Regions from separate parts of the Mus musculus genome. Here all the other regions are linked to region 1. A link is a contact called in public HiCAR-type and HiChIP or PLAC-seq data. All regions are on one chromosome and are shown on one strand. The core of a region is the stretch at or near the end of the contact, and the rest is flanking DNA. Distances in the headings are between cores, read along the strand shown. Region 1 holds the start of Zc2hc1a (zinc finger, C2HC-type containing 1A). Region 2 holds the start of C030034L19Rik (RIKEN cDNA C030034L19 gene). Region 3 holds the start of Zbtb10 (zinc finger and BTB domain containing 10). Region 4 has its middle 19 kb from the start of Gm46832. Region 5 holds the start of Tpd52 (tumor protein D52). Region 6 overlaps Mrps28 (mitochondrial ribosomal protein S28). Region 7 holds the start of C230057A21Rik (a long non-coding RNA gene).

Region 1 (3,918 bases), core at 764-3,263:
TTAAGACTCAAAGTTTTGAACTCTGAAAAATGTGACATTGTATGAACTCACTTTTTGAAAGAATGATGGAAGTGGAGTGGGGCTGAAGCCAGGACAAAACCACAAGAGAGCGAGCACTGCTCTTCCACTCAACAGAACACTTTGAGCTCTAACTATGCTGGATCACTTTTAGTTGCCAATATTTACCTGTTCTGCCAGACAGAAACAATGATTTCCTTATATTTCAACCTAATTTATTATAATTGAATGCATGAAATGATGGCATCTTAGTTTGTTCAGGAAAAGAAAAATCAAAGAGTTTAAGGGCCAGTACTGCTTAACATAAACCTGACTCATGAATCATGCTCATTGCATACTACATGAGGATCCTTATGTTCTACACACATACATACATACATACATACATACACACACACACAGAGTGTATATTATACTAGTATTCGATTATTTCTCCTAAATTTCTGATTTAGATAGCAAGAACTTTGACAATTTTTTATTCTTTGCATGCATAGATAAATAAGTGAAACATTGGATGAATATTTCTTTCACTGTAAATATTGATCAGTAAAAATCTGGGAAGTATTCTTAAACACTCTTCATGCAGTATGATAGCGTTGTAAAGTCTTCACACCTATGTTTCAACTCTATTCTCTATACAGTCCCTATACTAGTATAGTTGTAAATCACTAAAATGAGTTGCCTGTAGGGGTATCCAAAAATAGGAGATTTTTGAAAGGTATGCTGTCATTACAATTTCTCATTTCATGTTAATTTGAGTGGTACACCAAGCAAGACCTTCACAGCTAATCTGCAGCATAAATGATCTATTAGAATTCTTTATCACCTTCAAGATGTTTGGAGAAAGCTTAACTGCAAAATATCATTGTGAAATAAAATTCATAATCATATTATTATATTTTCTTTCTGGTACACTTAAATCACTGGGGAAGAGTTATCAGTTACCACTGTTAACTTCGTAACATGTCCTGAAATATTTGACTATCTATAATACAAGAAAATGAAGGGATCAAGTCCCCTATTCATTCCAAGTACAGTAAGTGGTGAAACAATTTTAAGAGAGAAAAAAAAACTATTTTAAGGCAGCAGGATCCAAATTTTCTGAAAGCTTGTATATCAGAAAGATCCCTAGTCTTTTTAAATCCTGAAACTGTTGTCACCACTGTTAAGATTTTTTTTTTCTTCCTTCCTTTGTTTTTTAAGTGAAATGTTGTCCTAGCGCGGGATTAAAATGGATGAAGAAAGGGAAAGAACTGGGAACAAAACAAAATCTGAAGCCATGGCTAAGGCACCAGGATAAAGTGAAGATAAGGAAGCAAAGCTGGCTTTTCCCTAGACCGTCCTCGTGAATAAACCATTAATGTTGAAGCTATTGTCCCTGCTGTAGAGCTCGCCAGGGACACTTCCTTGGGAGATGCTCCGGCATCTCTCCGAGCAAGGTGCGGTAGAAATGGAAGGAATGGACCTACGACTGTCCAAGGTGTGTGTCCAGAGCTCGCTGGAGGCAGGGCAGGTCCTGAGGGGTCAGCAAGAGCTGGCGACCCGGGCGTCGCGAACCTTAACCAAGAATACACTTTGCAAAGATAAGACTCGACCAGAGACACCTAGTGCCCACAGGAAACTCAGGGGTCCAGAAAGGACCCGACATGGTAGTTAGGCCTTGCAGAAGTGAGGACGCGGGGGCTCCAACCCCGCGGTGAAGTCGAGCACCGTGCCCGGCGGGCAGCCCGCGGCCACCGCTCCCGTAAGGGGCCGCCAGCTCCGCCCCGGGTGTCGGCGAGCGCGGGGACCTCGCTGCAGAGCCGGCCGGCCGGCCGCACTTGCCCCCAGACTCCAGGCCCCGGTCGCTCGGGCCCGCTGGAGCCCCGCGGTCGCATCCCCCTCGCGTCTCACCTTCCAGTCCGTCCATGACGCGCCGCCTCAGGCTCCGCAGGCAGCACCCGCCGCCGCCCAGTTCCTGCTGTAGCAACACGGCCGCACCTCCCACACTCTAACATCCCGGCCTCCTATTGGTCCGCGCGGGTGGGGGCGGGGTGACAGGGGCGGAGCTACTAAGGGCGGGGCTGCGCCTTCTGCCACCTCCCGAGGGACTCTCCTTCCACCAAGGTTTTTCCAACCACCCTCCCTGGAAACCGCAGCTACTTTTGTTGGCAATCCGAGATCCTTACACGCCTTTGTTCCACTTCAGCCACATTTAGGCTCACACCTTGTTTTCCAGCTTAGAATGCCTCCGCATCTCGGAGCTCCTCATCTCCAGTCAGTAAGAGAATGTCTTTTTAACAGGTCCCTCTGAGCTCTTGTAACAAGATAAGGGGGCCTTGGTCCAGCACCATCCCGTGTTCACTGCCCTTTTAAATCAAGCAACATCCTCTAGCCTTGTTCTTCAGACACAGCTCTATGGGCTAAGACATTGTTTCCTAGGTAAGTCATATTTTCTGTATGGGACTGTGGAACTGAGATTGCGCCAAACTTCTGAAACAGTTTTCTAACTATAAAAAGTTAGGCCCGAAATTAGAAATGAAACTTCCCCGTTGCACAATCTTTCCCTGGCCAGCACTATGCTTGCCCTCAACTGCAGTTCTGCATCTCATCAAGGCTGTACTGTACTGAGCGCTTTAAACTGGGAAGCTAACCTATCAAGGCACAAAGGTGTCTTTCTGTCAGAGTCAAAATGGAATCCAACCACTCAAACGGTTTTGCTTCACAGTCTAACACATTTTACCCTTACTAAAACTCTTCGAAAATTTTACTTAGCAAGAATAAACCAATCATATTGTTTACTGATTCTGGGGTGTCCATTACTAAGTTATCAATATATTTTGTTCGTAACAAGTCTTACACTGTTTTCTTGTTGAGCAGTTTAATTCAAAAGTTGTCTTAATTCTGTATACACTTAAATATGTCAGTAACTCTCTGATTTTGTTTAAACAAGCAAACGCCAAGAGGTCTTATCTGTGAGAAGACGCTCACAGTGGGTGTGAAGACCGTAGAGTCCGAGTCTGGTACAGAATAGTATAAGAAACTTCCATTCTGCAATTATCTCATGAGTCCTTTCCTTGTTCTGCTCTGGGCTTCCCTGACTTCTGAGTTTCTGGGACCTCCATGCAGGCAACCAACCTAGTTACCCTATATTGGTGTAGAGAGCCCCGCCACCACCAGTCCCCTGGCCATGCTTCTAAGACAAAATCAGATGAGGTTGAGGACAGCTTTCATAAGAATGCCCAAAAAAATAAAAAGAACACAAAAAGAATTATCAAAATAAAGAAGACATTTACTTTGCATATTGCAAGTTTAGACAAATATTAGGATGATGGACACAAGCCTTATTAGCCATAAAATCTACAGTAACATCAATAACAATAATAAAAATAGCAACAATAACAAAAGTACCTTAAGAGGCCCTGCCATCTAGAAGCCTTACAGGTGTGGCTGCTATATCACATGTCTGCCAGTAGATGGCAGAGAGGAGAGAAGCTATGTCTAGTTCAGTGTTCTGACCCATGAATAATTTACCTCACATTTCTGGAAAAAGGCCTGTCAGAAAAGCTACCAGTCTGGCATGAGGGGCCTGTCGGGGGCAGGGGTGGGGGGATGGGGAAGCATACAGTGTCCAGGGCTGAGATGACCATCAGAATGGTGCCATGGGGTCTGGGCAGAGAGGTATCCTGAGATGATTGCCAGTGGAGGGCTATGCAGGCCTAAGGGGATAGGCCATGCCTGACAGGACCCCTGACTAGCACCATAACGCATGAACAGGGCATTGTACTCCTGAGACAACCCCAGACATTCAGAGACCCTAGGTGCTAGTAAGAGGAGCAAGTAAGCGGTAGAGAATTGGAAGACAAAGAGAAACAGAAGGGTATGGGCACACGAGGAGAGGCAGAACTGGAGTGAGGAACA
Region 2 (3,918 bases), core at 365-2,864, 1.9 Mb before region 1:
TGGAAAAACAAATGGACACTTTATCTAAAGTGGCCCCCAACAGAAGGCTTACTTCTGCTACTCTAAGAGTAACTATCCATTCACCATTCCCCTCCCTTACAAAATGACAAAGTCCTAAGGGGTCTCCGTCAAAGCAGATGCAGATTGCTTGAGGGAAGGGTTAGACTGATGTGTATCTGCCCGGATAACTCACACGAGGCTTGAAATAAGGTAACTGAGTATTGATATCAGCTTCCCAATAGTTCTTGACTAAGCATAACACACCATCAGACACTGGCTGTCCTGGATGCTAAGGGCATATGTTGGCTTATTGGTGGGGTCATCACATCACACCAGGATATTGCTGTCTTTAACAAGGACAAAGAAATCTTCACATTTTTGTTGGTTTGTTTGTTTGATCTCTTGCCTACAATAGAGAAATAATCCCAGTATTTTTCTTCTTACCATATATACTCTTAACAGGCTTAGTCTCAGCTAGAAAGATCTTTCAGAATCCAAGACACCTTGCCCAGTGATAGCTCCCCTGGACAATGTAGAGGAAATAGCAGAAAGAGTCCCAGAGACCAAGGACTCGTTTTCAGAGCTAAGTCAAAGGTCAAGGGTGAGGACTGTAGCATCAGACTCCTCCTGCCACTAGGATCCCACAGCCAGAACTCCCTGGCCTCATCCAGGGAAGTGCCCAGTGGCAAGTCACTGCACTGAGAAAGCTCGGGGTTATCATATCAGTTATGTTTCTTCATGGCCTCCCTCAGTTCCTATGAGGCTGGCCAGTCAGTCATAGGTCATTCTCTCTATAAGCCCTGTTGCCTGGCAACACAGCTCACATCTATTTCTATCAGGTTTCCAGGCAAACAGGCTAGTATACTAAGCCAAGGTCCTTTCATTTGTTTTCTTTAAGAAGGAAACACATTTTGTTCCCCCTTTCCTGACATATCCCTGGTACATCTTAAAGTCAGTACCCATGAGACTTCATGGTAGCCAGTTCCTTTCTCACTGCCCAGCCACCATATGTTGCCTGCCTTGTTATCATGGTCATTCTCACAAGTTTTTGCACAGCTTCTATCCCCAGCTCCAGAGCATGACAATTGGATAACTGTCAGAGTTTATACACAGTTTGCCTCCAATCTCTCCTAAACACATCTGCTTTGCAGACCCAGATAATTGCTCATCATTGTTTGTTCAGCCCCGGAGCATCCTTCTAATGATGGTATCTAACCAACCACAGGCCTGGAACTTAAAAGGCAAAACAGAGCAAAACCACCTTTGGATCTCACTTCTGAGAAATTACATATTAACCCCTAGAATTAACTGATGGGTCCCTCTGTTTAATGCCGTGGTGCCGTTGAGGATCCTGCTGAACCTCGAGCTGCCCCATGCCCACAGTGCCTACTTACCATGAGCTGCCTGCCGCAGAGAAGCAACAATGTCCTATCCCAGCTGTTTCTCCAGAGCCAGAGATATCCATCTTAGTTGGCAATTAGACCCCCAGTTGCCAGCTCAAACACCAATGATTGTACTGGGCTGAGTTTCAAGACCCTAGCATCACTGAGGGAAACAAAGGGGAAGGCTCGGAGGCGGTTGCTGGGGACTCAGCTTTTGCTGACACACGAGTGCCTGGAGGAAGTGGCTATTGCAGGTTTTCTGTGATCTAGTTCCAGCATAAGGCACTGCCTTCCTGCAGCAGGAAATGGTAATAGCCCACTGTGGAAACCAGCCAAAGACTCAAAGAGAGTTTGACTGAATCAAGTCCAGGCTCCAAAACGTTCTAAGTGATAAAATGCATGAATCTTTGGGAAACCAAAAGGATTTCTCAAATCAAGGCTATAAAAGCTAAACCAAAGAGTTTAATGTAAAAAATACAATTTTTCCATAGGATTTCTATGTGCAATTTCAACTATACTGATCCACAGTTGGGCACTTGTTTGGAGATTATTCTATTTGATTTTCCGCTGATGGTATAAAACCCTGACTAAACCCATGTGGATGGGGCGAGTGTTTCAGCTTACAGTTTTATATTCCATCAAGAGGGACTCAAGGTGGCTGCCTGGAGGCAGGACGGAAGCAAAACCCACAAAGGAGTACTCATTACTGACTTGCTCTCCTGGGCTTGTTCTGCTAAAGTTCTTACAGCTCAGGTCCTCCTGCCTAGGGATGGCACCACCCACAGTGCGCTAGGCCCTCCCATATCAATAGAAATGATAATATGTTTCACAGACATGATACTCTGGTGGAGAGGGTTAGTCAACAATAACTAGCCAGCAGAGAGGGCCAAGCACAGCTATTCGTATACCCTTGAAGAGCAGACTTATGCTGGGGAAGGCTATCAAGCACACAGCTTCAGAAGAGGTGAACATGGAGCAGCAAGGGAAGGGCTAGACCCCTGCCTAGCCAGCCAGATCAGTCAAATCAACCCTGCGATCAGTGAGGTGACAGATGTCACAGCCAGATAACTCAGAGCCAAACACTACACATGCTTTTAAATGGCGGGGAGCCACCAGAGACTTGCAGTATAAAAGTTCTGGACCCGTGTCAACCCCTCTGTGCTCTGAGGAGGCCTTGCTCTCCTGTCTTCCCTGAGATGTCGGGCATTTGTAATGAGATCATAAAGAACTGACCGGTCCAAGGGTCCAGAAGGACAGTGAAAGGAGCGGGGCCGTTTAGTTAGACACCCACTGCTGTGACAAATGACTGAGAAAAGCTACTTAGAGCCCAAGAGATTTCCTTTGTAGCATGATTTCAGAGGGTTCAGCCTGGGCCCCACTGCCTCCTGGCCTGTGGTAAGGCAGCAGGATGGGGTAGACGAGGAGGGTCAGATTATCTGACTGCAGCCTGTAGGGTGACACTGCCTTCACTTATGTATTGTCCCGTGTAGCAGGCCCTGTGGCAGACACAGCCAGAAGCAGGCTTTACTGGGGCATCTTTTAGTCCAGTCAAGATTACCCATCAGGCCAGGCAGTGGTGCATACCTTTAATCCCAGGAAGAGGCAGGTGGAGCAGAGCTAGATGCCAGCCTGTCTACACGATGAGTTCTAAGACAGCCAGGAGTACCTGGAGAAACCCTGTCTTACCTGTCTCAAAACAAAACAAACAAGACTTAAACATCACCGGGGACAACTTACAGACCAAAACCGTGAGAGCATTTGAAGCTCAGAAAACATTAGCTGATATCCAGTATGCTCTTTCCAGTTCTCATTTCTCTGCAGCAAAATAAACAAATAAACAAGCCAATAAACATCCAAATCAATATTTTACAACATAATAGCTCCCCTTTCCTTCTCTGTTTTGTGTCAGAGCAGCCTGACACCCATAGAAACCCCGGTTAGGGTCCCTGGAATGAAGCCATGTTTCTCTGAGAAAATTAAATGGAAAAAGCTAAGCAATGAGACAGAAAGATTCCCAGGATGCGATATTGCACATGTATGTACACACACACAAAGACACACAGACACACCAAAGTATGCACAATGTCCATGTATGTGAATATATATACCAAGGATAGACATGGCTATAGGTCAGGCTTCTGCCTGAGTTCTGAAGAGCAAACAGGAAGTCTTGGCTCTGTCTTCACCTGGAGGCAGCCCCAAGTGTGTTTATCACATGACATCACGTGCCAACTTGTAGTGTTTGCTTACCACAAGCGTGTGCTGCTTCTTTTCCTAATTGTAAACACAGGAGAGAAAAGTTAAACCCCACCACCAGGAAGCAGCTACCTGGCCTGAGGATAAAAGAAGTTACCGTTGACTTATTGAGGATCTGGGCCGATGCCCAGCCCCCTCCAGCCAGGACTGCCCCACGGGTGTGACAGTGATTCTCCTGGCCCCTGGAGAACTGAAACCCCTCTCTGCCTCCCTCAAGCCTACAGTTGGCTCTGGCTCTGGTCTTTTTCTAGCATATGGAATGCAGCCAAATTGGGATGTT
Region 3 (3,918 bases), core at 714-3,213, 1.7 Mb before region 1:
AATCCATTCTTCAGGCTACTTCTAGTACTTTAGTGTCTACGAACACAAGAAGGGACAGTTCTAAAATCTCCTCTGACTTAAAAAAAAAAATCCTTTTTGACCGAAAGTCAATCAAAGGTTAAAATCTCCAACCTCTCCCAGCCTCTCTCTCGGATTCAATCTCACAGGCAAACCCTAACTCGAAAAAGAAGATAAACCCAGCGATATCATTAGAAAACTGTCCTTCTACCCCTCCTCCCCCAATAGATCCACAACTTTGGAAAACTTTGTTTCCAGGCTTTCTAAACCCCTACGCATAAGCTCTCGCGAACCTCTCTCGATCGGAACGAAGTGAGTCTTCCCCCGGAGGATCTTAATTTCCCCCCTTCTTTACTTTAGTTTTAGTCTTCCCCACTGATAAACCTTTCCCAAAAGATGTGGTCGAAAAGCAAAGGCAGGATCTACGGTACCTGGGCGTTGGCTTCGTGGAGTTTGTGTTCGGTGGAGACGTGGTGCCTTAGGAGCAGGGTTTTCTTGTAGTTGCGGGTCCCTCGCGAAAGCTCATCATGCCCCACCTGGGTAAGGTCCACGCCGCCCCCATCCTCGGGGATCTTTTGGCACCATCCGCAGAACATAAGGCCGGTATCCTTGGAGTACCGCAGCCAAGGGAAGTCCTTGAGCCAAGAGGTCTGGAAGGAGCACTGGAGCTTCTGCAAGAGGGACTTGGGCCTCGCGAGCGGGAAGTGCTGGACAGTCTCTCCTTCGCCAGCTCCCACACCGCTGCCCTCCGCTTCGTCCCCACCATCGCCGCCCGACCGCCTGCTGCTGCTGCAGCTGCCGCCTTCCGCCCCACTGCCATCGCCCGGGCTCGCCCCCTCCTCCTCGGTGCTGTAGCTCAGGGACGCCCCGTCCTGCATCCACTCCTTCCCCTCCAGCGCGTCCAGCTCCGGATCCACGGCCGCCGGCCCTCGCCCATTGAAATGCCTGAGGGGCCACGCCGAGGTCTCCGGGCGGCCGCGGCTGCTGCCATTGTTGCCGAGACCCCCGCCGCCTCCCCCGCGGAAGGCCAGAGTCCGACGGTTCCTTTCCGCTAGCAGGGGGCCCCCCGCGCCGCCGCCCAGCAAGGAGGGGCCGCCCGTGTCCTGAGGGAGCAGCAGCAACTCCTTGACGTCCTCGGCGGCGGCCGCGCCGGCGGCGGCCTCCGAGTCCTGGGGCTCCAGGCCCTCCAATTCCATTTCCTCGTCGGCCCCGCGCCCATTCGGCTGCTGCGGCGCGGGCGGCGCGGGCAGTCGCGGTTGCGGCTGCGGAGGCCAAGAAGAGGCCTCCCCGCCAGCGTTATTGTTCGTGGGGCCGCCGCCGCCGGTGACCAACCCGCCTCCTCGGAACGCCAGCGTCCTGCGGTTCATCTCACTGAACGACATGGCGCGCGCCGCGGTCACCGCCGCCGCCGCCGCCGCCCGGTGCCTCGGCTCGCGCCCGGGCTCCGGCCGCGTCCCGCGCGCTCGCCGCGGCTCCCCCAACGCTTCGCCCCCGCCCCCGCCCCCGGCGCTGCGCTGCGCCGCTCTGCGCTGCGCTCCCGCCGGCCCGGCCTCACCCTCCCGCCGGCTCGCGCTCGCTCCCGGGCCGCCGCACGCGTCTACTGCCGCCGCCGTCCCAGCCGCGTCCTCTCCACCCGCGCCCCGCCGCGCTCCGGGCAGCGTCCCGCGCGGAGCGGTGGGCGGGCAGCGGAGCGGCGAGCCGGGCGCGTGCGGCCTTCGAAGTTGAGGAGGAGTGCGGTTGCCCCTCCGCTGCCCCGCTTCAGCGCTGCGCGCACACACCGGCCCGCCAACAGATCTCCGTCCTCGGGGGGAGTCGTGTCGCCGCCGCCGGCTGCCGAGGCGCGGACGCGAGAGGCGCGCTAAGCCGCCAGGCTCCGCCACATAGCGAGCCGACAATAAAGCCGGCGGAGCGTTTCCGTCCGACCAGGCCCTGGCGGAGGTCGAATGGCAAATGAACAACGGACCGTGCGCCCACAATGCACCGGGGTAGCAGTAACCGCTGGAGGGGGAGAGGGTGGGGGCCGGCCGGGGGAGGGGGCGGGCTGGGCCGGGCTGGGCTGGGCCGGGGGCGCCCGGGGACCGGGAAAGGGGCCGGCCGCTCGGGCCCGCGGGCGGGGGTGCGGCCACGGGAAGGAAGCGGGCGGGGCACGGGCTGGGGTCTCGGGGCGGGGCCGGCTCGGCCAGGACAAACAGCTGGCGGGTGTCAGGGGCCGGCTCGCCGCGGCGCGCCCGTGCGCACGGTCCCCGGCTCTCGCCACGACTTCACCTGGGACTCCAGGAGTAAGTGCGGTGGGAGCGCGCCCGGCCCTGTCATCTGCCGGGGGAGGGGTGGGTGGCCGTGCCCGAGGAAGTGAACTTATTTTGTTCCTGCACAAAAGACTGGACCAGGCGGTGCCTCCCTCGCGAGGACACCTCCTTGGGCTCCTTGTGTACGCCGGGCAGCACCTCTGGCCCCGGGCGACGATCGTTTCGCAGAAAATGCACCGCCCCGAGTGTCTTATTGCTGTGATGAAATGGAAATTTAAATAAAAGGTCGAACACGTGCGTTCAGTGGGAAGTATTGACATGGGTGTTACATCACCAGCAGCCAATCAGATATCTCCAGTCGTGTTTATACTTCTACAACCACCTTGTGAGTATTACAGTATGTCATAGCGTTATAAATATTAGGCAGGGTTTTCCCCATGAACGGGGAGGAGTCAGCTGCTGCGGGCGCCGCGTGCGGCCGCGAAGGGAGTGCAGCTCCGAAGACAGGGTGTGTAGATGAGAATTAATTTTTAGGATTTTGAGAAAAGCTCTTGGCATCGCGTATGGAATTTAGAGTGATTACATCGGTCTAAGCTGGAAATGAACCTCCCTAAGTTATATTAGTTTACTTTTTTGTTTTTGTTTTTCAGAAAGAGGCCTTGCCAATTAAGAACCCTTAAACTCACCCTCCCCATTAACTATGCTCTATTTGGAAAACATTAGCACGTTTACACTCATTAATTCACAAAGTGAGGTCGATTTATCTGTTATTTATTGGGAGCGATTTTTGAAACAGGGTCAAGGCCAGCCTAGTCTACATTTTAGGTCAGCCAGGGATACACACAAAGATCCTGCCTCAGTATCTCGAGTTCTGGTATTACAGGTGTGAACCACCATGTTGCACAAGCTTAATTTAAAAATTCGTATGTTTGAGCCTATTTCAGGCTTTCTTTCCTGTTTTTTTTCCCCCTGCCTTTCTTAATTTTTTGTTTTGTTTTGTTTTGTTTTTGTTTTTCGAGTCAGGGTTTCTCTGTGTAGCCCTGGCTGTCTTGGAACTCACTCTGTAGACCAGGCTGGCCTCGAACTCAGAAATCCACCTGCCTCTGCCTCCCAAGTGCTGGGATTAAAGGCGTGTGCCACCACACCCGGCTAATTTTCTTTCTTTCTTTCTTTCTTTCTTTCTTTCTTTCTTTCTTTCTTTCTTTCTTTCTTTCTTTCTTTTTTTTTTTTTAAGACTATGTAGCCCTAGCTGTCCTGGAACTCACTAGGCAAGAGTGGCTTTGAACCCACAGACATCCACCCACCTGGAGTTTCCCTTTTGGGGTGGGAGTGGAGTGAAGAGAGCAGTTGATAAATGGTGGTCTCTCATCTTTCAAGTTTTAAAATTCAGATTGATGGCTGTTGTGTCTGAGGACTCAAGAGTTAAGTTCCCAGAGCCTGTGTATGGCGACTGCCTGTGTAAGTGTATGGAGGCTCAGAGCCTGTAATAGCAGCAACAGGGGATTTGCTCAGGTACCAGGCACACATGGTGCACAGACAGACATACCTGCAGGAACAATGCCCATGCACACAAGTTTTTAAAGCACATTTTCTCAGTGTTATAAATTAATATTTGCTAACACTTTTTTTTGAGACAGCATTATTATGTAGCCTG
Region 4 (3,918 bases), core at 1,025-3,524, 1.5 Mb before region 1:
GAAAGCTAGGGGTTTTTATGGGGTAAGGGGCTTAGGGGCGTGGAATTCAGCATAGCGACACACTATTGGCTTATTCAAACATTAACAGAAAGGGCATCAGGACTTTGTTCCTGTGGGCTGGGGGCTCATCTTTGTTCACATAGCAACCAGTTGATGTATGACTACCCGGTGTCAAGGGGCAATAGACAGAGGGGAGGTTCCGGCCAGATGGTGTTGACTTAGATAATATAGCCCTGCTGGTCCTTGCATACCTTTTTATCTTTACAGTCAAGATGTTCTTAGGAATGCCTTAACAACCATGCCTGGGGGCTGTTCTGCTTTGTTCTCAGTCCCAGGCCGGGGCAGTGGGCTCCTAAACAACTCACAAGTTACAATATTTTATCTTCCTTCATAAGCACCTTATCTTCATTTCTCAAGAGCACCAGTGACATATGTTGCTGTCCATGGGGCTTCTCCCTCATCTCTAACACTGTGGGGTCTTTGTCTCCATTGTTCTGAGTGTGCACCTTGCTCTGGGTTCTCAGCGAATGCTCTCAGTCTGGAAATTCTGTCCCATCTCTCTTCCTTAAATTCCTTTTGGACGGTTGGCCTCTTGGATCAGTCTTGTAATTTTCTTCTCTATTTTTCAGTTCTATCTTCTGCCTCACCTTTTGGAAATTTACTTTGTATAGTAGGTTGAATCATATGCCACTTTATAACTATGACAATCAGTGCTCTGCTATGTACAGAACAAGGCCCTCGGAGGGCTGCGTGCTTCCTGGAGACTCTTGAGAAATCCCAGTGCTTTGCTTGTTAAGGTCATTGGCAGAGGTTGATTTCTGATGGATGTCAGTCAGGAACTCTTCTAGCTTCTAGCTCATCTCTACAGTCCTTGGCTCATGGCTGTCTTCATCCATCTTGAAATAATAACAGAGGGTCAACTTCCTCTCATGTTTTCTACACTCTGTGTTTCTTTGTGGCATGTCTCAGCTTCTAGTCAGAGGGGACTCCTTTGTTTTGTTTTGTTTTTTGTTGTTGTTGTTGTTTTTAATTTGCTTTTTGCCTAGAGCTGGGACTCCTGGCATGTACCACTATGCCTGGCTCTTTAGATTGGGCCTACGAAATAATTTAGGCAAAATTCCTTAGCTTAGTTTCCCTGTTTCAGCATCTCTGGCTTTACCTTATAAAGTTGTTTTTCCTGTCACAGGGTCTGAAGATTAGGACACACACACACACACACACACACACATGCACTCAACATATTTATATGCAACACATATATGCAATATATACATTTGTTTTTATTTATTTATTTACTTTTGAGGCAGAGTCTCTCTATGTAGCTCTGGAGCTCTGGCTGTCCTGGAACTCACTTTGTAGACAAGGCTGGCCACTGCTTCTTTAGTGATAGGATTAAGGTGTACAGCGCTGCTGCCTGGCAGGATTCACATATTTTTGTGCATCTTTGCTGTGCAAGGGGACACACACACACTGAGTTATGCACCAACCAAAGAATGTTTTTCATCTTGAATGTAACAGTGACAACTTCAAAAGTCCATTTTTTTCCTTCAATATGTATAGTTGTTTTCCCTTGTGAATTATTATTTTTCTAATTGTTACTTTTGTCTGTGTGCCTCCCACATCTCTCTTCCTTACCGCCTTTTTGGGGAAGAAGGGACTGCCCACTTCCTGTTAGCCCTTCAGCTCATCCTTTTGCTTTTTCCCCATTCTCGAGACAGAGCCTCAGATAGCCTAGGCTGGCCTGGATAATCTTGACCTTGTGATTCTCCCGCTCCTATCCTGATCCCTTGAGTATTTAAGGTGTGCACTACACGCCTGGGTTTATCCTTGTTTTTTGTTTGTTTTCTTTTCTTTTTTGAACTCTCTTTTGTACCACCAACTCCTGATGCTTGTTTGTGAATGTGCATGGCCTCCTCCCCTGCCCGCTTCCCAGTGCTCAGCCCTGGGAGATCAATTAGCATCACTTAACTTTGTGTACTCTTTGTCCTTGTGGACTTGTCACCTGACTGTAACTTTAGTAGCCTTGGGGAGGAGTAAGCATGGATATAAGTTGGGAAGAGAACTTAAAACCAGTGAACTCTCCAAAGAATGGATTTTATGGTATATAAATTTTATGTCAGTAGAGTACATTTTAAATACTTTTGGTATGTGGTGGTTTTATCGTAAAGCATGACCACAGATTTTAGAGATGAGGAGATTGAACCAGAGACATTTCAGTGAGAGGCCCAGGATAGTGATGGCCAGTGCTGATTCAGCTACATAGTAACAGTATTGTAGCGTTGCCTTTGAGCGAGCAGTGGCCATGCTGGGTATTCAGCACTGCTCCTGTTCTTGTGGTCCTAGCCTAGCCTATTTGCAGGCAACTGGAACTTATACTTAGGAAAGCTGAGCTTGCCGGGTGTGTGTGTGTGTGTGTGTATGTGTGTGTGTGGTGGTGGTGGTGGCGCATGCCTTTAATCCCAGCACTCGGGAATCAGAAGCAGGCAGATTTCTGAGTTCAAGGCCAGCCTGGTCTACAGAGTGAGTTCCAGGACAGCCAGGGCTATAAAGAGAAACCCTGTCTTGAAAAAAACAAAAACAAAACAAAAGCAAAACCAAAAAACCAATATTATCAATGATTCTAAGATAGTGATGATATTTATGCTCTGGGTTGTCTTCAGGATAGATGGGAAAAATGAGACCCCTTGACAGCAGCAACAGCAGATGCTCAGGAGAAAGGGGGCTGCGCTGCTTCTGTGTTTTCTTCCTTCCCAGCCCTCATAACGTAGCTTGATAAATGCCCAGAATGCAGAGTGGCTTAAAAACATACAAGGGGAGTTAAGTGGTCTATAGCTTTTATCAACATAGCCCAGATCAATGCGGTGAGAGCATTTCCCGTTCCTCCTTAGGGATTGCACGTCAAACCTCCATTACTGTTAAGTACTCTTCCCAGGCAATACCTGTTTCTGTACATTTCTAACTTCTTCATTTCATCTCCACCGTCTTTTATACACCTGTGAGGATATAAGAGATAGCTATAATATTGCCTTAAGCAATCCAGTGTTAATACACGACACTAAATTGATCTCTTTCCAAAGTCAGTCTTGACTTCTTGGGCCTCTTAGCCCTTTAGCGCCTTGAATTTTCACGTCCATGCAGGGAAGGCTGGTCTTCTGGATTATGATGACTTCCAGACTGTGCTTTGAGCTGCCTCTTGATTAGCCAGCAAGTCAGAACTGCCCTGGGGTCAGCACACTTAGCAAATAAAAATATTTAGGATGCCTAAGAATTTTGGGTGAATAATGAAAACAAAATTCAGTAAAATATATTGCAATATTATGGGGGAATAAGCTAGTAGTAAAACAAACAAACACACTTGTTATGTATTTGAAATTTAAATTGAAGTAGGTGTCCTGTATTTTATCTGGCAACTCTAGGTCTCCTGAAAGACCACAGCCCGGGCTCCTAGCTTTAGAAAACAACTGCAGTGTGTGTGGGGAAGGAGGCCTCACTATCAAACAGATGCCTCTGTTCACACTGTACCCTTTCTCTAGACCCATGAGCCTCTGCAGGCATGCATTATGAAAGCTCCTGCTTTGGCAGGCTTCCATACATTGTCAGGGCTTTTGGCCTCTTTCCCAGGATAAACTTTTCGATGGCTACTCTTGGTTGGAAGTGTGGTCAAGGAGTAGCTGATGCTCTAATGCAGAGTCAAGGAGAGAAGCAGAGAAAGCCAGCATCTGCGTTACTACCTGTTTCCCCGTCCATACCCCAGACTCAGGGCTGCCACTTCAGGAAGCTTCCAATGTCTTCTACTTGGTGTGATTTTTGCTGGCTGTCAGTTTAGGGAGGTATGCATGATAGGGCAGAATACCACATTCCCCCTTCCTCCCTCCCTCCCTTCCCTTCTCCCTCCCTCCCTCCCTCCCTTCCTTCCCC
Region 5 (3,918 bases), core at 722-3,221, 1.5 Mb before region 1:
AAGGCCGGCAGAAATGTAGCCATGAGGTCTGGCTGGCAGAGAGTTCTTCACAGGTGAGTGCCGTGGGTGGGGGAGAGATGGGAGATGGGAACTAGAAAGACTTCTGAGAAGAGGTGATGGTCTTGAAGGATGGTGCATGGCCTCAGCTAGAGAAAATACAGTACAGCAGGTTGGGTACAGGATGCAGGGTGGATGTCACCAGAGGCTGTAGTGTGTCTGTGGCAGAGCTAGGTGACCTTTCCATAGGAAGGAGGCTAGAACAGCAGTGGACAGACCTTCCCACTAACTCTGACTGGGCCCTGTCAGAGGGAATGACGTAGTGGACTGTAGAAAACCTGACGTTTGAAAGAAAACAGAATTATTGTCCTTTCTGTGCAGGGCTTCACTACATAGCCCAAGCTGTAGTAGTCCTCCTGCCTCAGCCTCTTTGGGTCTGGGATTTCAAGGATGAGCCATTGCACCTCTTTGTGACAATTCATGGTTTCAATTAAACAGCAAGCATTCGTAACTGCCAAAATCTTGTTGTCTTTAAGGAGGAAACTATAAATATTTTTGTTAAAAATAAATTCTCAAAAAGTTTAAATTAGACAAAGGCATTCCCTAGAGTACACACGACTACCTAAAAAGAACAGAAACGAGAATCAGTCATAAATTGAGATGAATATGGATCATCTTAGAGATTTTGAAGACTAGTCATACACTGGAATTTCTGCTCATCATTAAAATGGTTTGCTTTTGGGGGCTGGAGAGATGGCCCTGGGTTAAGATTGTTTACTGCTCTTACAGAGGACCCAGGTTCAGTTCCCTGACTTCATATAGTGCGTCATAACTGCGTGTTGGTCCTAGGGGATTCTGTCAACCTGTTCTGACTCCTACTGACATGAACTCGAGCCCACACAAACAACACAATAGAAAGCTCAGGCCTTACATTTCAGAGACTATAAATAGATTCCAGAGATTATGTATTGTTTTTGTGTTTTTGAGATGGGGTCTCTCATTGAAGTCCCAGCTAGCTTCATGGCAATCCCCCTGTCTCAGGTTTCTGAGTAATGTGATTATGGCATGAGCCACCATGCCTGGCTTGACCTATTTCCTCCTTTTAACTTAGTTCCACCAAGGGCCTGCAAGCGCTGTTGGGTCACAGCAATAGCCATGGAGAGAGCATGAGCAGGGTCTCTGGAGGCCTGGGATGGAGGAAGTGGACTTGGTGATTGTAAAGTTTTACCAGCCAGCTCCCTTTCTGCCTGGAGGGTGTGCCAAAGAAACAAGTTCTTTGTAGAGCCCTGAGGGCATGCCTGACTTTGCTTAAACAAAGGAGCTGAAACACCCCCTGCCCCCAGCTGTGGGAGTTTCAGCCCCCCCACCCCCCACCCCGGAAGCGGTGGGAGCTGCCTGCACCTTCCAGCTACTTCCTATGAAAACCTCATTCTTCCAAAGAGTCAGTTTAAAATTGTTTGACAGTTATTCAGATTCTGCTTTAGAAAAAAAAAAAAGGATGATGGGTCTAGCTTTATTTTTGTATTAGGTTCTGCTTAAAAGGCTGCTTGCTAAACACGGGATGCCAAGCTCTCAGAATCCTGTATAATATAGGGTGCAAGAAAAGTATCACCCAGATGGCATTTTCGGGGAGATTACTGACAGATAATCCTCTCTTGTCCTAGAAGATTAAGTCTGCCCCGCCGACGATGTGGTCAGATGACCGGTCTAAAAAAGTTGTATTTTAAACAATATTCCTGCTAGTGTCTAGTGTTTGTACAACTGAATGGGGCTCCAGAGTGGGGGGCCTCCTTTGTGTACAGAGGGAAGGCCACTCCCTCTGCCCCGGTTATTCTTTGTTCAGTGAATTAGCGACAGGTGGTGACTAGGGCCCTCCTAAGGGAGGAGTCACTACAGACCTGCTCGTGGGAGCCGGAGCCACGCCGGGGCCGGAGCTGGGCGGGGCTTTAAGCCCGGTTCCTCTGGGCCGGAGCTGGGCGGGGCTTTAAGCCCGGTTCCTCTGGGCCGGAGCTGGGCGGGGCTTTAAGCCCGGTTCCTCTTCTCACCTGGGCTGCACAGGTCAGCCGGATCTCCCTCAGCCCGGGGCTCCCAGGCTGCCGCAGCGCCATGCTCGCCTTGCTCGCTGCCTTCAGCTAGCATGGAGTGCAGAGATATGGAGTTGGCTGATGATTACCAATCCCCCTTTGATTTTGATTCTGGAGTGAACAAGAACTACCTCTACCTCTCTCCAAGCGGGAACACCTCGCCGCCTGGTTCACCTACACAGAACGTTGGTAACTATTTGTGTAGTGAGTTCCCTCTGCTGTGTTCTTCAACATGGGAAGTTATTTTTGGTTGTTAACTGTTTAGAGTGGGACAATGAATTTTAAAGTTGGCACCGTCTGTTTCTATGCTCCTTAGAGGTCTGTGGATGTGCGGTGATGGTGAATGACACGGAGGGTCTTGGGGTCAAATAGTGGGTACAGTTTTAAAATCTGCCTAGGCAGTGTCTTAGTAAAGGATGCTTAGGCATTCAAAACCGTTCACCACACTCAAGGGCCTGGTGAGTGTGCTACAATAACACCACAAGTATCAAGGTGAAGATAGGCTTGGGTTTTCCCTTGGGAGACCAAAAGCCATGTAGACAAATAGCTATGTACACCTCACAGTTTCCAAAAGGGAAAATGAAAAACCACCACACCTTTGGAAGCAGCTGTTTCTTCCCATGTGGGACACGGATTTGTTCACAAGGCGGAAACCAGGCTGTGACAGTCTGAATTGATCCCCACATAGGGTCCAGCAGAAGTGGGGACAGCCTCCTTCCCAGCTTGCAGGAAGGATCCTATTGCTTGCCAAGAAGAGGAGATGGCTTAATGAACTCCTCTGTCAGAGTCAAGGAAGCAACTTGGCTTTCCCAGAAGAAGTTAATTATTTCCTTACTGTGGAGAATTGGTTACGTTTTGTTCTTTTTAAACAGTAGAGCTTGGGAAACCTAGAAGACAGTGAAGGACAGACTGTGGCACCTCTGATCCAAGCTGCTGGGGGTTTGGACGTTTGCAGGGCACAGGTGTGTGCTAACACAGCATGCTTCAGTGCTTGGTTATAGCAGCCACCTTTGAGGTATAGTCTGGATTTTCAGAAACCCACATATGTTGATAGTTTCAGGCTAACACTGCCCTCTAGAAGTTGGAAGCTGTTAGTAATGTCTGTGGGAGACAGGGCATGGGAAAAGCATTTTTCTTCTCATTTTCACACTTCCCTTGCCTGTGACCCATGTGGGATCTCTGGGCTTCCCCGTTACCCAGCACTTAAGAGGGGGGATGACCTAGTTCTAACTTGTGGGCTTGTGAATCAGAGCAGGGCTCACAGTGGGGACGGTGGGGCTGTCATTAAGGCTTGAGAGTGGGCGGAGTGGCAGGGTCCCCAGCAGGGACTGGGGAAGATGCCCTGCATCCTTTAGTTCTTGCCGGCTGCGTTATTAGTGTGGCCACTTCTCAGTGCTCTCTGTTAGAACAGCAGCCAGCATGGCTGAGCGTGCTTTTGGGTGGTGGGGTTAATGAAGTCTGTAATTGAAAAGAGGGACCTGGAACCTGCTACTTAAAAGTTAATCTGGATTTTGGCCAATGTGTACCTCTTCCCTCCCTTTCATCGTCCTCTCTCCTCCCTCCCTCCCTCTCCCTTCCCCCCTCCTCCTCTCTCTCTCCCTCAATCTCTCTCTCTCCTACCCTCCCTCCCTTTCTCCCACCCTCCCTCCCTCCCTCCCTCCCTCTCTCTCTCTCTCCCTCCCTCCCTCTCCCTCCTTCTCTCTCTCTCTCCCTCCCTTCCTCTCTCCCTCCCTTCCTTTCTCCCTCCCTCCGGTTTTTCAAGACAGTATTTCTCTGTGTAGCCTTGGATGTCCTGGAACTCACTCTGTAGATCAGGCTGGCCATGAATTCAGAGATC
Region 6 (3,918 bases), core at 695-3,194, 1.4 Mb before region 1:
TAGTGGGTAGCGAGATGGCTTGGTAGGTAAGAACACTTGCTGTTCAGCATAAGAACCTGCTCATGGCTGTGCACCTCCAACCCTATGGCTGCCCAGGGAGACAGTGAGCGGTAGGGTTGTTAGGGCTTGCTGGCTGAGCCTAGCTCCAGCTTCTCACTGTTTCATGGAAACAAGATAGAGAATGACAGAGCAGGACATCCATGATCTTCTTCTGGCTTCTACAAATGCATACACAGGCACACACACATGTGAGCATGCACCCCTCCCATATATGCATACATTTCACTATTAATATGTTTGTGTGTAGTATCTATGTCACAGATGCAGGGACCATAAAACTGGAATCAGTTTACTAGCAGAAAACAGTCTCTTAGTAAATGAATATCTTCATGGACACAAGATGTAGCAATCTCAGTCATCTGGAAATACATTTCCTGTTGGGTCATGAATGCATTAGTCCCTTGGCTGAGGAGGTGCAAGAGGATGTGATTGTTAACACTAGCTGTAGAATTTGAAAGTGGTCCTAGTAGCAATTGGGGTTAAACTTGCAGACAACATTTCAGGAATGCTTGCCTGGTGCCAGGCTGTTAGGTCCGTCACACATAATAACCTCTTTTGTCCTCACAGGAGCCAAGGCAGCAGGTATTATTATTATCTCAATGATTATTTATTGACACAGAGTAAGAGTGTAGCTAGCAGCTGGGGAGGCTAGGCTCCCATGGCGGGGGAGGGGCGGCTAGAGAGCGTGAAGGTGGGCAAAGCACATGAAGGAGATTGCACTAATGTTTTACAGCACACTAGCATACCTCTAGTATACAGCAGCTCTTCATGTACTTCAGATTACTCCAGGAGATGTTTATAGGCTCCTAACACAGAGATGATGATGCCTGGAAAGGAGACAGTCATTATCCTGATGTTATCAGTATACAGTATATGCATATTTTGAATTATAATACTGTAGCCTTTCAATAAGTGACATTTTAAAATTAAGAAATAGTTGGTACGCCAGGTGTGGTGGCACACGCCTTTAATCCCAGCACTCAGGAGGCAGAGGCAGGCGAATTTCTGAGTTCGAGGCCAGCCTGGTCTACAGAGTGAGTTCCAGGACAACCAGGGCTACACAGAAAAACCCTGTCTCAAAATCACCGGGGGGGGGGGGGGGGAGGAGGGGAAGAAAAGAAATAGTTGAATAGTTGGACATGTCTATTGCAGATGAGGAAAATTAAGACCTTAATTTTTAAATGAAGAAATAACAGAAGTGACAATTGGTAGAACCAGATTAGAGTGTAGTTGAACCCTACAGCATGCATGCTTAAGTTCAGATAAACCTCCCAAGACATCTTTGGTTAGGGAAGGGACATTTACTTAGGACGTGAGTTGGTGCTTTGATCTAGCTGGAGTTTCTTGGCCTTTGTCAAGCAAGCCGTTTAAGTCAATGGAAGCCGTTGGTCTGTAGTGACGCTGTTTGACTTCTGACTTAGGTGCTTTAGTTTTATACCCGATTAACCTAAGAAAGATGCAGGAAGAGAGGCGTGCATGTGCTTGGGGCATGTTAACATACATGTAAAAAACAGACCAGAAAGGCTTCTGCCAGTCTGGGGCGGCCTCAGAGCACTACCAGAACCTTGCCCTCTCAATGGCCTTCAGCCCTGTTCCTGCATTCTCTACTGGCACACGGCCTACTTCGCTTCTCTTCTTTGAGCCAGTCCAGACTTCTCTTTGTACTTAACAGAAGCTTGGGGAGGGGGATGAGAGGAGATGGGGGAGGGGGATGAGAGGAGATGGGGGAGGGGGATGAGAGGAGATGGGGGGGATGAGAGGCGATGGGGGAGGGGGATGAGAGGAGATGGGGGGGTTGTAAGTGATTCATAAGAGAAGTATGACAGAAACGAAAGAAGTATAAAAGAGCAACAACAGTGCTTGACTCAGTACCCTGTCAGCACCAAACTCAGTGACTGGACTGTTTGGCCCTAGCTCTATTTTAATGCAAAACTGACTTCACTGGGGTAAGAAGTCTTACCTACTGACTTCCCAGCTCTCTCTTGACCTGTCATGTACATATGGGTACAACTGCTGGCCAAGGGGACAAGTGTGCAGCATTCTTCCGCCTTCACTTCCTAGGCTCTTTAGCCCCCATTGAGCTGTGAACAGTGGCTGAGGACAAAAGCTGTATACACTGTTCAAACAGAGCAGCAAAGCAGCAGTGCACTGAGTCACTCTGCGCTCTGTGTGAGAACTGAGGGGGCTCTATTCATTTCCTTTGTGCTGCTGTCTGTCAACAGCACTGTTTGAGGCAAGGCCTATTGTGCTGGCCAGTGTTTCTTATTGACCTAAGTCTGTGGCTGCTATGTTCCCAGGGTCGAAGTTGTGAGTGAGAGAATGTTTGGAAAGGGGTAATCATAGGCTCCATGCATTTTGCTGTATTGTCATCTGACCTATTAAATCTAAACTGTGGTCCGTGTTAATGCAAACAGGTAATTATATAGTCACAGCTGCAGCTATTGACATCTGCTCACTGCCCCCATGGGAAAAATAGGTTCTTTTTGTTCTGTGTTTAGATTCTTGCATGCTGGATTTTAATGATTTTTAACTGAAAATAGATAATGGATCAGGATGAGTAAAAGATGAATAAGGTAGACACGCCTTAGCCACAGATGTTTGCGTGTTTCCATTGATAACATGGTGCCTTAGCATGGCTCCAGCCTGAGTAATCTTGGTTGAGTTAAAGTAGTAGAAAATAAAGCTAACTGTTACATTTCTATCCTAGATGACCGGGGCACCATGCTGCTCTGGGAACTCGGTGGTGTTCGTTTGTTTGCTTTAACCCACTGTGTCTTCCCTAGTGCAAGATGGTCTGAAGCAAAAAATTTCAAAACAGCTGCCTTTAAGCATCACATCCTCTACGTCCTATGGGAAAGAACCAGTTTCACGATGGAAAAGAAAAGAAAATATTCAACTATGTTTTACTTTAGTGTGAAAATCTACTCTTATTACTTAAATTCACTGCAGTCAGGTTTCGCTCATCTGCACAGCTCATCAGTCTTAGTATTTATTAAACCCCTAGGAGGTGGTGGGCCGTGAGGTGGTGGGCTGCTCTTTGAGAGTGGATGGCGTATTGTCTTTGTTCTATTTCATGCTTTCACTAGGGCATGGTGAAGTTCTCAGAGGTGAGAGTCCTGGAGGGCATAAGAGAACCAGACTTCAAGGTCTAGGGCCACTTCAAGGTTGTCTAAGGTTTGCAGTTTGTGTCACTTGCCTTTGGGGATGCAGTCTCTTCCTAACGTTAGTTAAAAGTTGTGTTGTTGGCCTTGTTGAGAAAGCACTCAGGATACCCTCAGGTTGGAATTGCCTGTGGACCAGTCCTACAGGCAGGTTCCTTTCTTTGTTCATCACAGAATAAGGCAGGAGGTGGCTGTACTGTACTGTATGTAGTGGTCATTGGGAGGATGATATTTGACCTTCTTACATGTAAGATACCAAAGATGATGATGAGGAATATAAATTCTTATCTGTAGGGAAGTAAGGCCAAATGCATTTATTTTTATACTATCCTTACCACAAGCACATGTTTAAAAAACACAACATAGTGGTAAGATTTTATACAGTGAATAATAGGATACAGTTAATACACAAAATGTTCTCTCTCTCTCTCAACAAAGTGGGCCATTGAGAACTTGTAGTTCTGTTTTGAAAATACTGTTCTGTGTTAATGTTACTAAGTGAAGCTGCCATCCTGTATGTAGAACATGGTAGAGTTAAGACAGCTGCAAGTGCATGCAGTTGTGGGTACTTCTTAAAATGAAAATGGTTTTCAAATTTTTGGAGAGAAATCTGATTTTTAAAAAATATTTTCACTTCTTTAATGCTATGTTACATATAGAATGATTTTCACAGATAATCACTTCAAAAGGCTTTTCA
Region 7 (3,918 bases), core at 1,055-3,554, 1.2 Mb before region 1:
AGAACTGTTTTGCACAGCTTGTTCTGAGGAAGCAACGGCTCTGTCCATGTGCTCAGGCCTGTGCGGCAACCCCTCCCCCCACCCCCCCAGCCCCCAGGGTTGTGTATTTGCTGATGATGCTGTTTTGAGTGACTGTGTAAGCTTTTGTGGTGGGGCCTCTCTAGAAGAGGCGAGTCACTAAGTTTTACAATTCTCCCCTCTACCCTGCTTCCTGTCTTCTTTCTGCTCCCTAATCCAGTGAAATTCCAGGGAGGGAGGGATCCCGGGCCAGCTCACACTCCTGCTGCCATCTTTCTTTACCAAGATGGACTATGGTCATCTTAAACTCTTTTACATTGTTTCTTTGTAAGATGATAGTTACTGTTCTCACTGGCACATGCCCCTGTGACATGAGTATTTTGCACCTGTGTTCAGGTGCTCCTAAGGTCCTGGAACTTGACTTATAGGTGACTTTGGGTGTCAGCTCCCGAGACAGAGTAGCAAGCTCCCCCACCTGTTGGGCCACGTCTCCAGCCACTTCAGCTGCTTCTTGCTATGTATTTGGAAACAGCAGTGAGAAGACTCACTCACCACACAAAGCCTGAGCTCAGCCCCAGAGACTCCAAGGACTCAATGCGCAAGCCCGATTATCTTATCCCCATGGCTCTATGTCATGAAGGTCTGGATGGCGTCATACTTTCTTTGACTATGAAACACATCATTCCTGTGGGAGTGAGAGGGTGTGTGTGTGTGGGGGGGTGGGGGTGCCGGAAACTATGGAGACACATTGTGTACACGTATAAATAAATGATATTAAAAATTCAAAATTCGTTCAAAATTCATATAAATGATGACTTGGAAAATTCTGACGTTTTAAACAGTTACAAGTTCTACCTTCCTGGGTTTTCAGAAGACCTGTTTCCTGTTTGCTCTCTGTTCAAGACACACGGGCTTTGGGAAATCTCACAGAGCTCCTGCTATCTCCTCGCCCCTAGCACAGGGCTGGGGAAGAGAATCCTTTGAAACTGAGATTTACATGGATGGAGGAGATGGAGTTGAATGGGGAAGACGACATTTTATAAACAAAAAGTTAACACTCGAGGACTCAGCCAGCCGAGACACAGGACTGTGGCCTGCTGTCTCTCAGCGGTTTCTTTGGTATGGTCTTCAACAGAACATTGAGACCAGAAGTGAAATTCAGGCCTAGTTAAAGTAAAACAAATAAATAAATTAATTAATTAATTAATTTTAAAAAGTAAAGTGCTGAAATGGAAACCTTCGGGTGCAGCCTTGGGAAGGCTGACCACGGGTCTTGCTCATCAGCCTCGTTCTGGTCAGACTCCTGCTAGGCTTCAGCCCAGCTGATTTTCCCCATAGCAGGCACTGGATACATGGCCTTCCTTTCTCTGCACTCCACTGCCTCCGAGCCTCTCCTTTGCCTGCCTGCCTCCTGGCTATTTTCTGGCTCTCAGCCTGGTAGCTGCTGTCTATTCCATACAAACGTAGGCTCCACCTGTGTGCTTCCGCACGCAGGCTTCTCACAGGGGCCGGGAGAGATGACACAGTAGTTAAAAGCTCTGGCTGCTCTTTTGGAGATTCCAAGTTCAATTCCCAGCACTACCAAGTGCTGCCCAACTGTTTGTAATGGAATCTGATGCCACTTGTAGGTGTGCAGACAAAAGTGTCTTACACATAAACCTATAAAAACACACACTAAATCAACCAATGTGAAGAACTAAATGTGTGTGGACTGGAGTTTACAATGGGTTGCCACAGTCCTATGGACACTCCCCCAACCCCCACCCGATTCCCCCCAACCCCCATCCCAGCTCTTCCCCAGCTCCCCCCCCCCACTCACTTTTATTATTGGGAAGGCAACTTAAACCACCCTCTTAATGAAATACACCCATGTGTGTCACACATACATGTTCTAGAAGCTACATGAAACTTTGTGAAAACATTGAAAACTCACCAAGGCAGCTGACTTTCAGAATTCCATTTGCAAAATAAGCCATGTATGAGTTCTCTCCATGGTGAGGCTCTTATGGTGAGCAGCTTAGCTGGACTCTCCATCTGCCATTGCTACATTGAGCTGCATTGCCTATTGCTGTCACTGCCTTCAGCACAGGTGAAATGGTTCAGCAGCCCTTGCACCAGGCCCTACAAAGGTTAGCCTTTCTATGAGATCAACTCTGAGAACTTCCAGGACTTCTGGGAAGGAAGCCAGAACAATTCCTCACTTCTCCTGCTAAGAAGAACCAATCTAAATGGAGGAGGGGTGACGCCAGTCTCTGATAAATATCCTTTCCATATGAAGTGCACATCAGCCTGACACAAGTAATTAGCTGTCAGGTGCTAGTCTTTGCTGTCAGAGGCCAATTTTGAGATTAGTGTTAATTGCAGGCGGCCTTAACGGCCTTTACTCTCGGCCCAGCAGCCCCTAGCAAGCTGCCCTCCCCAGCCGCTGCTAGTCTCAGTGCAGCTTTCAGTGATGGGGCTGGCAGAGTGGAATCAATTATGGGCCAGTGAGGATTTTCCCACAGGTCTCACTTGGAGATGAACGACTTCTCCTGCTGCCCAGACAGCTGGCCAGACTGTCCACTGGGAAAGAAGCCTGTGGAGGGGAGTGTGGGCCGTGTCAGCCACACTGCTGACAGCCCATCCGTTATCCACAGGGCTTGGCAGAGAGAGGCTGAGCCCCTCCGGCCTGTCGTGCACTGCCCTGGCTGCTACATCCCATCATCCAACGGCCCCAGTGAAAGAACAGAGAACAGTCCATCCGCGGATGTTACTAAGGGTCAAGAGGAAAGAGGAAGTGGATGGCCACAGCCTGATGGTAATGTTTGGAAGTTAGGTGTGGGTTTGTATTTTTAACAATTTTCAGAATTGGAATCGTGCTTTGTGTCATTTTGCATCTGTGAGGGTCACCTGGACTTTATGGCAATCTCCAAAGGTTTAAGACGGGGCATCTCAATGTTCAGAAGTCTCTCCCTCCAGGGTGTGGTCTGAGCAACAGTGATAAAACCTATGAAGCATGTGCTACTATCAGTTGTCTGTCCTGATTTATATTTTTAGCTGAAATTTTTTTAGCAAGAATAATGATTTTAAAGTATGCAAACTGCATTTCCATATTTTATCATTTGTCTTTGCTTAAAAAAAATTATCCAGGTTAGTGCAAACAGCCCCACATACTGACTATTTAAAAGTAAATAATTCCTAATTGGTAAAATGCCAAAGTCTATTTACTAATGGCGTTAAATATTTCTAGGAAATTTTGTTTTTAAGGGGTGAATTAGCTATTCAATTCTCCATGACCAAGGCATTTAAAAATTATAATTAAAGAACGCCCTGATGTAGGAAGGTGTGGCTCAGTGGGTAGAGTGCCATCCTGGCTTGAACAAGGCTCTGGATTCAGGCAGAATAAGACAGGAAGACCAGTGCGGGGTGGTGGTGGCAAACGCCTTCAAGCCTAGCACTCAGGAGGCAGAGGCAGACAGATCTCTGAGGGTCTCATGTAGGCCTAGGCTGGACTCAATTCAGAATGTTGTAGCTAAAGACAAACTTGGTTCTGATTCTTCTGCATCCACTTCCCCAGGCCAGCAAGGGCAAGCTACAAGCGAGGCTGGGTGGAGCGCAGGGGAGTCATAAAAGACGGGGAAACACTAAGAAGCCAGCTACATCCCACAGTCTTCTTTTAATTTGATTGCTGTTGGTGTTTGTGTGAGAGGCTTGACTCACCCTGCCATGCTGCCTCAGCATCCCAGTGCTGAGGTTATAAGAGCCATATCTGGCTTGCTGGATTATTAAAACAGTCCCCGATTACAGTTACTTGGTTCAAAATGAGATGAAAGTGGGCAAGTAATCACAGGTCTAGTGTAAAACCGTGCATGGTGGCACTGAACTAGAGTCACCTTTGGGTGGCACAGTGGAAACAGCTAG

The links. HiCAR-type assays count read pairs that join an accessible place to other places. HiChIP or PLAC-seq counts read pairs in DNA pulled down with a chosen protein or histone mark.
Region 2: a contact with region 1 is called in a HiCAR-type map of astrocytes, with 4 times the contacts expected there. The contact joins the promoter of C030034L19Rik here to the promoter of Zc2hc1a in region 1. A contact is called at or near these places in 1 of 39 promoter capture datasets (the 3T3-L1 cell line) and 1 of 115 datasets of contacts at active chromatin or transcription factors (astrocytes).
Region 3: a HiCAR-type map of astrocytes shows a contact between it and region 1, with 8 times the contacts expected there. The contact joins the promoter of Zbtb10 here to the promoter of Zc2hc1a in region 1. A contact is called at or near these places in 6 of 39 promoter capture datasets (the 3T3-L1 cell line, frontonasal cranial neural crest, hippocampal neurons and 2 more), 1 of 484 Hi-C or Micro-C datasets (muscle stem cells) and 1 of 115 datasets of contacts at active chromatin or transcription factors (astrocytes).
Region 4: a contact with region 1 is called in an H3K27ac HiChIP or PLAC-seq map of epiblast stem cells, with 6 times the contacts expected there. The contact joins the enhancer-like site here to the promoter of Zc2hc1a in region 1. A contact is called at or near these places in 3 of 39 promoter capture datasets (cranial neural crest, embryonic stem cells and hippocampal neurons) and 3 of 115 datasets of contacts at active chromatin or transcription factors (astrocytes, embryonic stem cells and epiblast stem cells).
Region 5: a contact with region 1 is called in a HiCAR-type map of astrocytes, with 6 times the contacts expected there. The contact joins the promoter of Tpd52 here to the promoter of Zc2hc1a in region 1. A contact is called at or near these places in 2 of 39 promoter capture datasets (the 3T3-L1 cell line and liver) and 4 of 115 datasets of contacts at active chromatin or transcription factors (astrocytes, embryonic stem cells, large pre-B cells and 1 more).
Region 6: an H3K27ac HiChIP or PLAC-seq map of embryonic stem cells shows a contact between it and region 1, with 5 times the contacts expected there. The contact joins the enhancer-like site here to the promoter of Zc2hc1a in region 1. A contact is called at or near these places in 1 of 39 promoter capture datasets (hippocampal neurons), 2 of 115 datasets of contacts at active chromatin or transcription factors (astrocytes and embryonic stem cells) and 2 of 9 other capture datasets (embryonic stem cells and embryonic tail).
Region 7: a contact with region 1 is called in a HiCAR-type map of astrocytes, with 5 times the contacts expected there. The contact joins the promoter of C230057A21Rik here to the promoter of Zc2hc1a in region 1. A contact is called at or near these places in 2 of 39 promoter capture datasets (the 3T3-L1 cell line and liver) and 1 of 115 datasets of contacts at active chromatin or transcription factors (astrocytes).

The regions. Positions count from the first base shown.
Region 1 is chr3:7,501,521-7,505,438 of GRCm38.p6, reverse strand. Zc2hc1a (zinc finger, C2HC-type containing 1A) reads right to left here and starts at 2,013. Exons shown (of 9, transcript NM_173181.3): 1 at 1,912-2,013. The coding sequence starts at 1,927. It also overlaps the pseudogene Gm23592.
Region 2 is chr3:9,400,716-9,404,633 of GRCm38.p6, reverse strand. It overlaps C030034L19Rik (RIKEN cDNA C030034L19 gene), which reads right to left and starts at 1,614. Exons shown (of 4, transcript NR_160691.1): 1 at 1,395-1,614.
Region 3 is chr3:9,248,612-9,252,529 of GRCm38.p6, reverse strand. It overlaps Zbtb10 (zinc finger and BTB domain containing 10), which reads right to left and starts at 1,963. Exons shown (of 6, transcript NM_177660.3): 1 at 450-1,963. The coding sequence starts at 1,400.
Region 4 is chr3:9,006,822-9,010,739 of GRCm38.p6, reverse strand. No RefSeq gene overlaps it. Among named protein-coding and RNA genes, the nearest start is that of Gm46832, 19 kb to the left of the region's middle. Within about 2 kb of position 2,274, at least 14 of the 459 cell types and tissues checked have an H3K27ac peak or open chromatin away from gene starts, as enhancers often do. A contact at or near this core is called in embryonic stem cells and epiblast stem cells, where this site is marked.
Region 5 is chr3:8,962,199-8,966,116 of GRCm38.p6, reverse strand. It overlaps Tpd52 (tumor protein D52), which reads left to right and starts at 1,971. Exons shown (of 6, transcript NM_001025262.2): 1 at 1,971-2,270. The coding sequence starts at 2,135.
Region 6 is chr3:8,864,702-8,868,619 of GRCm38.p6, reverse strand. All of the region lies in intron 2 of Mrps28 (mitochondrial ribosomal protein S28), which reads left to right. Among named protein-coding and RNA genes, the nearest start is that of Gm52600, 33 kb to the left of the region's middle. Within about 2 kb of position 1,944, at least 132 of the 459 cell types and tissues checked have an H3K27ac peak or open chromatin away from gene starts, as enhancers often do. A contact at or near this core is called in astrocytes, embryonic stem cells and hippocampal neurons, where this site is marked.
Region 7 is chr3:8,735,025-8,738,942 of GRCm38.p6, reverse strand. It overlaps C230057A21Rik (a long non-coding RNA gene), which reads left to right and starts at 2,304. Exons shown (of 3, transcript XR_878672.2): 1 at 2,304-2,815.